Linked DNA regions of Sus scrofa: region 1 is linked to region 2. A link is a contact called in public Hi-C data. All regions are on one chromosome and are shown on one strand. The core of a region is the stretch at or near the end of the contact, and the rest is flanking DNA. Distances in the headings are between cores, read along the strand shown.

The links. A called contact is a pair of places that touch in the nucleus more often than the background predicts.
Region 1: a Hi-C map of skeletal muscle shows a contact between it and region 2, with 5 times the contacts expected there. The contact joins the enhancer-like site here to the promoter of NT5E in region 2. A contact is called at or near these places in 19 of 47 Hi-C or Micro-C datasets (adipocytes, differentiating spermatogonia, embryonic fibroblasts and 11 more) and 1 of 2 datasets of contacts at active chromatin or transcription factors (skeletal muscle).

Annotation. Positions count from the first base shown.
Region 1 is chr1:54,433,909-54,439,068 of Sscrofa11.1, forward strand. The region is part of intron 3 of NT5E (5'-nucleotidase); the gene reads left to right. Among named protein-coding and RNA genes, the nearest start is that of NT5E, 36 kb to the left of the region's middle. Within about 2 kb of position 3,398, at least 6 of the 83 cell types and tissues checked have an H3K27ac peak or open chromatin away from gene starts, as enhancers often do.
Region 2 is chr1:54,399,482-54,404,392 of Sscrofa11.1, forward strand. NT5E (5'-nucleotidase) reads left to right here and starts at 1,305. Exons shown (of 9, transcript XM_001927095.4): 1 at 1,305-1,773. The coding sequence starts at 1,435. LOC102157437 (a long non-coding RNA gene) reads right to left here and starts at 1,518. Exons shown (of 9, transcript XR_002343406.1): 1 at 1,403-1,518.

The sequences.
Region 1 (5,160 bases), core at 2,148-4,647, 37 kb after region 2:
TGGGGCGTCCGCGAGGAGTCCCCCAGGTTCCGAGATGAGTTCACTTGAGTTGTGCATCCCGTGTCCACTGCTCAGTGTGTGGCAGAAGCTAATGATTTGTGGTGATCTGCTCCTCGGACCCCCAAGAAATCCAAACATCCAACATTTCCCAGTGAACAGAACCACCTGGAAGGCCTTATCCAGCTGAGTGCTGGTTTTCTCTGAAACGGTACATCAGGTTTAGATCAATTCATGGTCGCATGTACCTCCTTTTTACCAAGCACTGTTGGTAAGCAGAACTACAAGGCCTGTTAAGATGAACATCAGTCCCTCCCCTTCCCATTCCTCTGGACTCTGCTTTGTAACAGGCAGTAGTGATAGAACCAGAGTGGGGCTTTTCTTTTCTTTTTTTTTTTTCTTTGTCTTTTTGTGGCCAAACCCTCAGCATATTGGAGGTTTCCAGGCTAGGGGTCCAATCGGAGCTGTAGCTGCCAGCCTACACCACAGCCACAGCAACGCAGGAGCTGAGCCATGGCTACAACCTACACCACATCTCACGGCAACGCCAGAGCGGGGCCAGGGACCAGACCTGCATCCTCATGGATGCTAGTTGGGTTCATTAACCACTGAGCCACGACAGGAACTCCAGGCTTTTTATTTTTAGGTGAAACCCTGTTCTCTTGTGACAAAAGTGAATGGGAACTCTGGCATCTGGAAGGATGCTCAGCCATGGCTTAGGTCCTCTGTGAAGAGAAGAGGGCGATGGACAGCGGGTATCACTGCATCCCCTGCCCCATCCCTATGGAGTAGCCTCTCTGAGCCTCAGAAGGATGGAGCCAAGCCCTCAGGCCTGGCCCCGCGGGCAGTGGAGTCCAGCACACTAGGCACGTGTTGCAGCTGGGGGATGTTTGTGGAGTGAGTGAATGTGTGAGCCCGTTGCCACCCTGCAGGGCCCCCTTATTTGCCCCAGCCAGTCAGGACTGGACTCACGGAGGTTTGTGCCCACTCCAGGTCCTACTCAGAGACGCACCATCTCTTTTAGACCTCCCAGTTGTCACCGTGTGTCCAAGAGCAAGAATTTGGGCAGCAGATTGAAGTGTGTACAAAACAGGGACACAGTCCCAGTATGGAGACTGTTGGGGCCTCGTAAGCTCCCTGGAGGAGACATGATGGCCAGTGGGCAGGGTTGGGTACAGAGATGGCTGAGGAGACAGTGACCTGCACCTCTGATTGCTGATCACCTCTCAACATCTGCTGGCCTGACTGCCCGGGTGTGGAGAGTATCGTGGCCAGCCTGCTTCATGACTCAATGCCAGACTTCCTGCATGCACAAGATGCTTGTAGCTTAGGGAAAAGGTTAAACCACTTTTAGTTTAAACCACTAATCAGATCTCTTGTTTTACAAATACAGGAAATAAATTTTGGTCTCAGGAGCTAAAAGTCACTGCCAAGGTCATGACACCAGACTGAAAGTGAGCTGGCACCAAAACCCATTCCCTGGACAAGCTGCTCAAGTTCTTTTTTTTTTTTTTTAATTTAATTTGATTTTTATTTTTTTATTTTTTATATTACTCAATGAATTTATTATATTTATAGTTGTACAATGATCATCACAACCCAATTTTATAGCATTTCTATCCCAAACCCCCAGCCTATCTCCCACCCCCAACCTGTCTCCTTTGGAAACCATAAGTTTTTCAAAGTCTGTGAGTCAATATCTGTTCTGCAAAGAAGTTGATTGTGTCCTTTTTTCAGATTCCACATATAAATGATAGCATTTGATGTTGGTGTCTCAAGTTCTGCTTTAAGAGCTCCACCCAGCCTATCAGTTGAGGAAATTGAATTGAGGGGAGCTGGAGGATGGGGCCTGGCTCCCCTGGACCTAGGGGTTCCTCCACAGGAAAAGCATCTACTCATCTGTGGAGAGTGTTGGCTAACCCACTTAAGCTTAGTCATTCAACAAACATTTATCGACTGCCTACTATGTCCTAGGCCAACCCCAGAGACACAGCAGCCCATGCACTCCTGGAACTTACTGTCTTGAAAGGGATATTAACCCTGATCATATTTTTTTGAAGTATGCATAGAAATCAATCCTATTATATATAATTACAGAGCGTGCTATAAAAAGAGAAGCATATGATGCTAGGAGAGCAGATTCAGGAGGACCTGACCCAGCCTGGGGGATCAGCAGAGAGTGTTCTCCTGAGGAATTGGCATTGGGCTAAAATCAGAAAGACATCCAAGGAGTTCCTGTTGTGGCACAGCAGAAACAAATCTGACTAGTATCCATGAGGATGCAGGTTCAATCCCTAGCCTTGATCAGCGGGTCAGAGATTGGCATTGCCACTCACTGTGGTGAGGTGGCCGGCAAGACTCGGATCCCATGCTGCTGTAGCTGTGGTGTAGGCTGGCGGCTGTAATTCAGATTCAACCCCTAGCCTAGAAACTTCCATATGCCACAGGTGTGGCCCTAAAAAGACAAATAAGTAAGTAAGTGAATAGATAAATGAGAAACTCAAGTCCCTTCAAAGTCTTGATGTGCAATAGATGAATCGCCAAATACTTTCATGCAGTCCCTTTATTTATTTATTTATTTATTTATTTATTTATTTATTTATTGGTACTTTTTTGCCTTTTCTAGGGCTGCTCCTGTGGCTTATGGAGGTTCCCAGGCTAGGGGTCTAATCGGAGCTGTAGCCTCCGGCCTACGCCAGAGCCACAGCAACGCGGGATCCAAGCCACGTCTACAACCCACAGCTCACAGCAACGCCAGATCCTTAACCCACTGAGCAAGGTGAGGGATCAAACCCGGAACCTCCTGGTTCCTAGTCAGATTCGTTAACCACTGAGCCACAACGGGAACTCCCATGCAGTCCCTTTAAAGGAAGTTCTGAAGTTCTTAAACCTGTTCCATGAGACATTAAGTATCATCGCGTGGACTGCCTTAAAACAATCTGTAATTCATTCAGCCAAGTGATCATGTTCAGGCTCACTTTCCGGCACCTCTCGGTCACCATGGGATCCATCCTTTCCGCCTTCTGGCCACTGGACAGGCACCTGTCTCGACACGCACAGGGAACCCCCACCATTCTGAGGGGCTGTCACTGGGGCTGCTGTTAGGTTACCTTGGGCACCCTCGCTGTGCTAGGAAATGCCAGGTTACCAATTCAAAGTGGCAGCCACAACTCAGGGCTCCGCCAGGCTTGGTGCCAAGACTATTTAGGTGCTAGATGGCTGGAGCTGAGTTCTGGTAAACAGTTTCTCCCCTGCTGAGAGGACCAGCTGGGTTTCTAAAGGCAGATGTGTGGCTCGGTCTGGAGAGAATTTCTGGGGCATGAGCATCTTTGGCTGAAGAGTGCTGTGGAAAATGTGAAGCCCTGACTTGCTTTCCCTGCCAGTGGTTTTCTGGGGTTGCCGCGTGGAGGGGAAGCAGAGAGGGCTGAGCTGTGGAGGAGGCAGACCTAAGCCAAACTGAACTGGCATTGCCTCAGCCACTGGGAAGCCTCCTCGTTGTTCCTAATTAAGTCTGTTTAAAATACAGATGACACGTCATTTATTCTAACGAAAGGAATATCAAGGCCTTTCAGAGCTGGAGAAAATCGTCATCCTGCAGGAGCTGGGGTTAGTAACTCCTGTTTGTAAAGAGCAAGCTGATCTGATGAGGCATTTGTCCAGATAGATTCCTAACTTTTACATTCTTTTACTTTTTTCGATTTTTAGGGCCGCACCCTTGGCATATGGAAGTTCCCAGACTAGGGGTCGAATCAGAGCTACAGCTGCTGGCCTACACCACAGCCACAGCAACGCAAGATCAGAGCCATACCTGCAACCTACACCACAGCTCAGGGCAATGCCGGATCCTTAACCCACGGAGCAAGGCCAGAAATCGAACCTGCATCCTCATGGATACTAGTTGGATTCGTTTCTGCTGTGCCACAATAGGAACTCCCTTTTTATTTTTTTTAATTGTTTTACAATCTATTTAAATTCAAATATATTTATGGAAGTCAGGAAAATAAAGGCAGCCTCTTTCCTAAAATAGACTTAGTACCTTTTCCTCCTGGATGGGGCGTTCTGCGCCACCTGGTGGACATAGTGAGAACTGCAACTTGCCAAGCTTCTTGGGGCTCAGAGGAGGAACCACCTTCTCAAACCCTTCCCAGCTGAGAAGCGGGGCGGGGCGGGGGCTGCCACACTCTGGTCCCCTGAAGTAAAGACCAGGCTCCAACCTTGCCCAAAGAAGGACCATCACAGAACGCAATGAGGAGGATGCAAGCATTTGCCTTCCCTGCTACCGAGCAATGAATGCATCAACCACCTACAACAGTCATAGTCACTATCCGCCTATCGCCTGTGAGGCTGTGCACTGCAGATGGACAGGGCCTGCTCTGGATCTCAAGTCAGGTGCTTTTGTAAAGATAAAGTTCCAAAGCTTTCTTTTTTCTTTTTCCAGAGGGAGCAAGAAAGTGGGAACGTAAGGTTGGCAATAGTTATTTCCTGCTTGTGAAGTGTTGGTATTTGCAGCACTTCTGCTCTGTGGTTACTGAGCTGAAGGGGCTGCTCTTGGCTTTGGAGCAAGGCAGGACTGGCTTTTTCATAACATTCAGTTTGCCTTTGGTGAAAAGGGGAAGCCCAGACGCAGCTTGGGGCACAAAGGTGCAGCTCCTGGGCTTGCACCTGCTTTGCTGAGTGACCTTGGGAAACCAGCTCTTGCAAGCTGAGAACAGCACAGTGCAGCCGTGCTGGGGAGTGGAGAGAACATAAACCTCCGCAGCCCTGCTTTTCAACCCGCCCTCCTTTACACACCAGCTGCATGACCTGGGGCACCTTTCCGGTGACAATCAGTGTTCTAGTCTGTACAATGCAGATAGTAATAGAAGCTGCCTTGGAGTTCCCTGGTGGCACAGCAGTTAAGGATCTAATGTTCTCACTGCTGTGGCAGAGGTTCGATCCCTAGCCTGGGAACTTCTGCATGCTGCAGGTACAGCCAATAATAATAATAGGAGCTACCTCATGGGATGCCTGGAGGATTAAGTGAGATGTAGCCCAGGGCCTAGCTCCCAGTCGACTCTTGTAATTGTAACTGGTCCAGTGAGCAACCAACACAGGTTTGAGTTTCCCTGGGCCCTCTGTAAATATCTAATAGGAAACACTGGTGGTGGGTGTGTGGCAAGGGAG
Region 2 (4,911 bases), core at 55-2,554:
CTGTGTCTAAAATAACAAACTTTATACTTGTTTGCAGTCTTTGCCTCCTTGAAACATTCTTGCTTTCAACAGGGGGCAAGAATCAGGGCAATTCTAACCTCTAGCTGGTCTAATGGCTAGGATTCCTGGATTTCACCCAGGCTGCCCAGATTCAATTCCTGAGCAGAGATCTTGCTTCAAGCCATCATTCACTGCTGTCTCTCTGAGTCAGCTGCACAACAATGTGAATGTACTTGATGCCACTCAACTGTACACTTAAAATAGTTAAAATGATAAATTATATCATGTATATTTAGCCCCCCCCAAGCTTTAAAAAAAATAAAACAGGACTCGCCTGATGCATTTTGGAAAAGTGTAAAGACTACATACTCTGTTCTGTAAAACATAAACAAGGAGACTCCTAGTAGGAGCTCCAAACTAATTCCCATCTCCTTCCCTTCTCAATTAGATTAACAACTGCACTTAGGAATCAATCCGTTAAACAGAGGCAAATTCTGCAGCAAGATTAAATTCGGCTATAATTATGGTTTATTGCATGCATCCCTACTGTTATTGCCTTCCTTGCCAAAAGCTGTGCGTTTAATACACACACACACACACACACCATTCTTAAAATATTAAAACCTCAAAAATAAGAGAAAAAAATGCCCAGAAAAGCAACAGAAGGCACCCGCACTGGTTTCACTTCGCACTGTCCATTTTAGCTATCCACGCACTGCTGCTGTTTTATCGCTATGGTTATATTCATCCATAAATGTGGGACTGGATTCGAATGACTTGCAGCTTCTGAGATTCTACATCTAAACAACGCGGACTTGGTGTGTTCTTAAACTGGAAAGCGAACAGTCTCATCTGGCGGTCCGTCTTTGGCTCCGCAAAGCACAGAGCTCACCTCTCCCTCGTTTCGCTACTCTCCCCTTCTACCTCCTCGTTCTTCCCTCTTTCGTTCTTTCAAGTGATGAGCTCGCGCCACCACCAGCCCACACAAGCAGCGCATCCCCCCTCAGAAAAATTCTTAAGAGGCGAGGGTCAGCAAAGACCTGGAAGCGGGGTGGACCCTCCAATTCCTCCCTCGCACCCCGGGAAGAGCAGCCCACCCTCAGTGGAACCCCGGCTCCCGGGTCGGGCCGGGACTGTGGCCCGTGTCCGCCCCCGCCGGGAACAACCTCCCCACTGTTCCCGCCCCGAGTGAGTGCCAGCCGCGAGCCGCGCCCGGGCTGCCCCGCGGCCAGGGTCGGATCGGGTGACCGCGCGGGCGTGCGCCTGGCCTTGGGGCCTGCCTCCGGGAGGCAGGAGAGCCCGCCCCGGCCCCGCCCCGCCCGCCAGCCCGCCAGCCGGCCGGGGCGCCTAACTCCCGCGCCCGCCGCGCTCGCCGCCACCCGCCCGGCTCTCCCGCACTCACCCACGTTCGCGTCCTCTCCACCAGCCGCAGCCATGTGCCCCCGAGCCGCACGCGCCCCGGCCCTGCGGCTCCTGGCGCTGGGCGCTCTGCTGTGGCCCGCTGCCGGCGCCTGGGAGCTCACCATCCTGCACACCAACGACGTGCACAGCCGCCTGGAGCAGACGAGCGCCGATTCGAGCAAGTGCGTCAACGCTAGCCTCTGCGTGGGCGGCGTGGCGCGACTTTCTACCAAGGTGCGCCAGATCCGCCGGGCGGAACCCCACGTGCTGCTGCTCGACGCCGGCGACCAGTACCAGGGCACCATCTGGTTCACCGTGTATAAGGGCGCCGAGGTGGCGCACTTCATGAACGCCTTGGGTTACGATGCCATGGTAAGACGCCGAGCCCGGGAGGCTCCAGAGTCCCCGGGGAGGAGCCCTGGACGGGGAGGGAGGCCTCCGGGGCACAGGTGGCGAGCCTGGGCCCGAGACGCAGAGCGATGTGGGTAGAAAGCGAGACTCCGGTCAGCGTGCCAGGTGGACAGGGATATAGAAGTCCCCTGGATGATACGTCCTAAGTGGATTGATGTCGTGGGACCCCCACCATGAGATGGGGCACTTCGAGGAGCCGGACCCTTCATAAGGAGCCTGCTTATGAAGGGTTTCAGCCGGGGTGCATGGTACCCCAGTTTTCCAAAGCCTAGGACCAAGATAGACCCATCACAAACCTCTCATTTACTGCTTGGTCTTTCGAAGAATGCTTTAACGAGATTTAATTAGAAGGGAAACAACTCAGGGTCAAAAAGGTTGAGTACATTATTTAGGTCACCAGCTCCAGGAGGGGGAGACAGGATAAGAATGAACTCCAGATCCCTTTGACCTCGGAGCTTAAGCATAGTTAAGCTCGCAGCCTTGGGGAGAATCCCAGCTGGGCGCCTTCTGTGTGCTATGGACTTTCTCTGGCCTCAGTTCCTGCCTCTATAAAACAGGAATAATAATATCTATTTCTGAGGCTTGCCTGGCACATTGTATGACCTCTTTAAATGTTAGTTCTCACTATTACTGACACTACTGTATAGATTTACAAACAGAAAGAAAGCAACTTCCAGAGAGGACCAAAATGCTGAAAACACTGGAAAGCACTTCAATAAAACCAGTTTCCAGGGTTTTTTTTTAGAGAGTCTAACTTAAGAGAGGAGAGGCTCTTAAAACATGTGCCAAAGTTTAAGTCCATGTTCCCCAGTGCTCTGTTAAAGGCGATGCCTTATTTGTTGGACTAAATTCTAGAAAAGGAGCAGAGAGGAGTTACACAGGAATAAATAAGTATGATCTCTTAAATCAAGCCACCACCCAAGTTCAACCCTGTATAAAATCCTAGAGTAAAAAAAATTTGTGGAGAAACTTGGGCAAGAACTCCTAGGAGCTTTAGAAGAGGAAGAACAGAGGAAGGGTCCAGGGAAATCTGTGAATTCCAAGCTGGGACACAGAGGGCACACTTTGTATCAGAAAAGCGCAGAGGTTAGCAAAGCACAGTCCTGTAATTTTTCCCCTGGAAACTTGGAGAGAAGAGGACAGAAAAAGATGATAAGAGGGTAGAGTTGTTTAGTGGAGGTACTTTTCCAAGAATGCTCATTGTAGAGAGATGAGGTGGGCAGAGAGCGCCTCTCCGTTCTGATTGTTGGTGTCAAGGTCATCAGGGATGCTCAAAGCAGCAGCAGTTCAAAGGGACCCCTGAACCCCAGGAGTTTATCTGGGGACCTCATCAGCATCTGGATTCCACAGAGGAATTGTGGGTCTCAAGAATTCTGTGTGTGGCCTCTGAGCATTCTTATCTCCACAGCTCCACCTGCCTGATGTTTTGTCCTCAGTAATGACAGATTAAATACATGTATAATAGAATGCATAAATACATGTATAATAGAATAGACTAGTGAATGTCTCCATTTCTTCCCAGAGGGTAGAATAAATCTTACCTGGGTGTGTTTAGATTTTGTATTTAAACCGCAACTTTGTCAACCCTTCTTTTTGTGACACTCTTTTCTCCACACTTTTGGTGGGGGAAAAATGAATAATTCCTCGTTTTCCCTAATAAAAATAATGTTTTCCTCTTTAATCAAATAAGGCTCAGTGTTAACCATCACATCAAGTGTGTATGACCGGACTCTGGGTGAGGCTGAAGCATTCGGCTGCAAGTTACAACCCGTCACCACAGGGACTGTTTATAATACTTTTTATTGGATGGAATGACTTTCTTTTAAATTTCACCCAAAATAGTTGGACTGGGACCTGAGGCAAAATGGGAAAGTTATATAATGTTGGCAGGGGGTAAGGAGCGGGAGGAGAGCCAACAGTGAGGCCAATGGCCAGGTGCCTAATAACATCTCATGAGACTTACTCTGTGCACTTCTGGGCTTTGGCAAACATGATTTGACCTGCATAAAATCCTAGTTCTTGTGATGCTTTCGCATAGGATAAAGCTCTTGTTTTTATGAAAGATGGGATAAAGCTTTACATTCTTGTTTTACAGAGGTTTTTCGCTGTCATTTTGCTGATACTGCTGTCAGGGAATTTTATTGCTGTTCTGCTGTCCACGTTTCCCCCACCCCACCCACCTGCTGCCATATATGAACTCTCAGGAAGCTGGAGATTTAGAGCAGGTTGAAAATAGTTGTGGAAGGGCGTCTCCAGTTCTGTGGAAACTGGACCTGTTTAGCAGAGCTGTATTTAAGAACCTGCAGCTATGGAAGGTAAAGAGGAAGCTTCTAGAATCTAGCTTAACCCCAGGAATTCCTCAGACCTGCTAGGCCTTCGTGTCCCGAGGAGGGCTTCTGGAGCCCCAGAGTGAGCCTGGAGACCCCCTGGACCCACCTATAGGCAGAAAACTCTAGAGGGAGGCTGGGAGAAGCCTAGTTGGTATATAGTACGTTGGTGGAGGGAAACAGATAGCTTGGCGGGTTGGTCGTTCTGTTCCCAACTATAAAACATGAGGGATCACCCCCACCCAGCTGTGTAGCCATTCATGAGGTAATAAAGGTAAAAATCCCAGCATCCTGCTGGCTCAGTGTAAATACTCAGCACAGGTTAGTTCCATGGGCTCTGCCAAAATAAAACGTGAGGAAGGGAGGTTTGGGTTTTCAGTTTTCACTTCATGTGATTCTGACAACCCCGCACAATCTACCACCCTCCTCCGCTTCCTCCACCTTCTTTTCTCAGTCCCATTGCCTGAAGTGTTCTTAGTGTTTATTCAATGAGTGGACTTAGGAAGTCCCCCAAAGTAAAGGATCAAAGAGATTCATCTCCAGAGGTGGGACTGACACCATCGGGGTGGGCTGCAGGGAAGGCAGCTTCAGTAGAGAAGGCCCTGCTTCTAGGGTCCTGGCCCCTAAGCCCACTTTCTGTTCAAAGGATGGCAGCCTTAGCCTGAGCAAATTGCTTTCAGATGCCTGAACCAGGGCCAGTAGATACCCTTTTGTCCACAGACCTCACTTCCCATCTTATCTGTAGACAACCTTTCTAATGTGTTGAGAACGT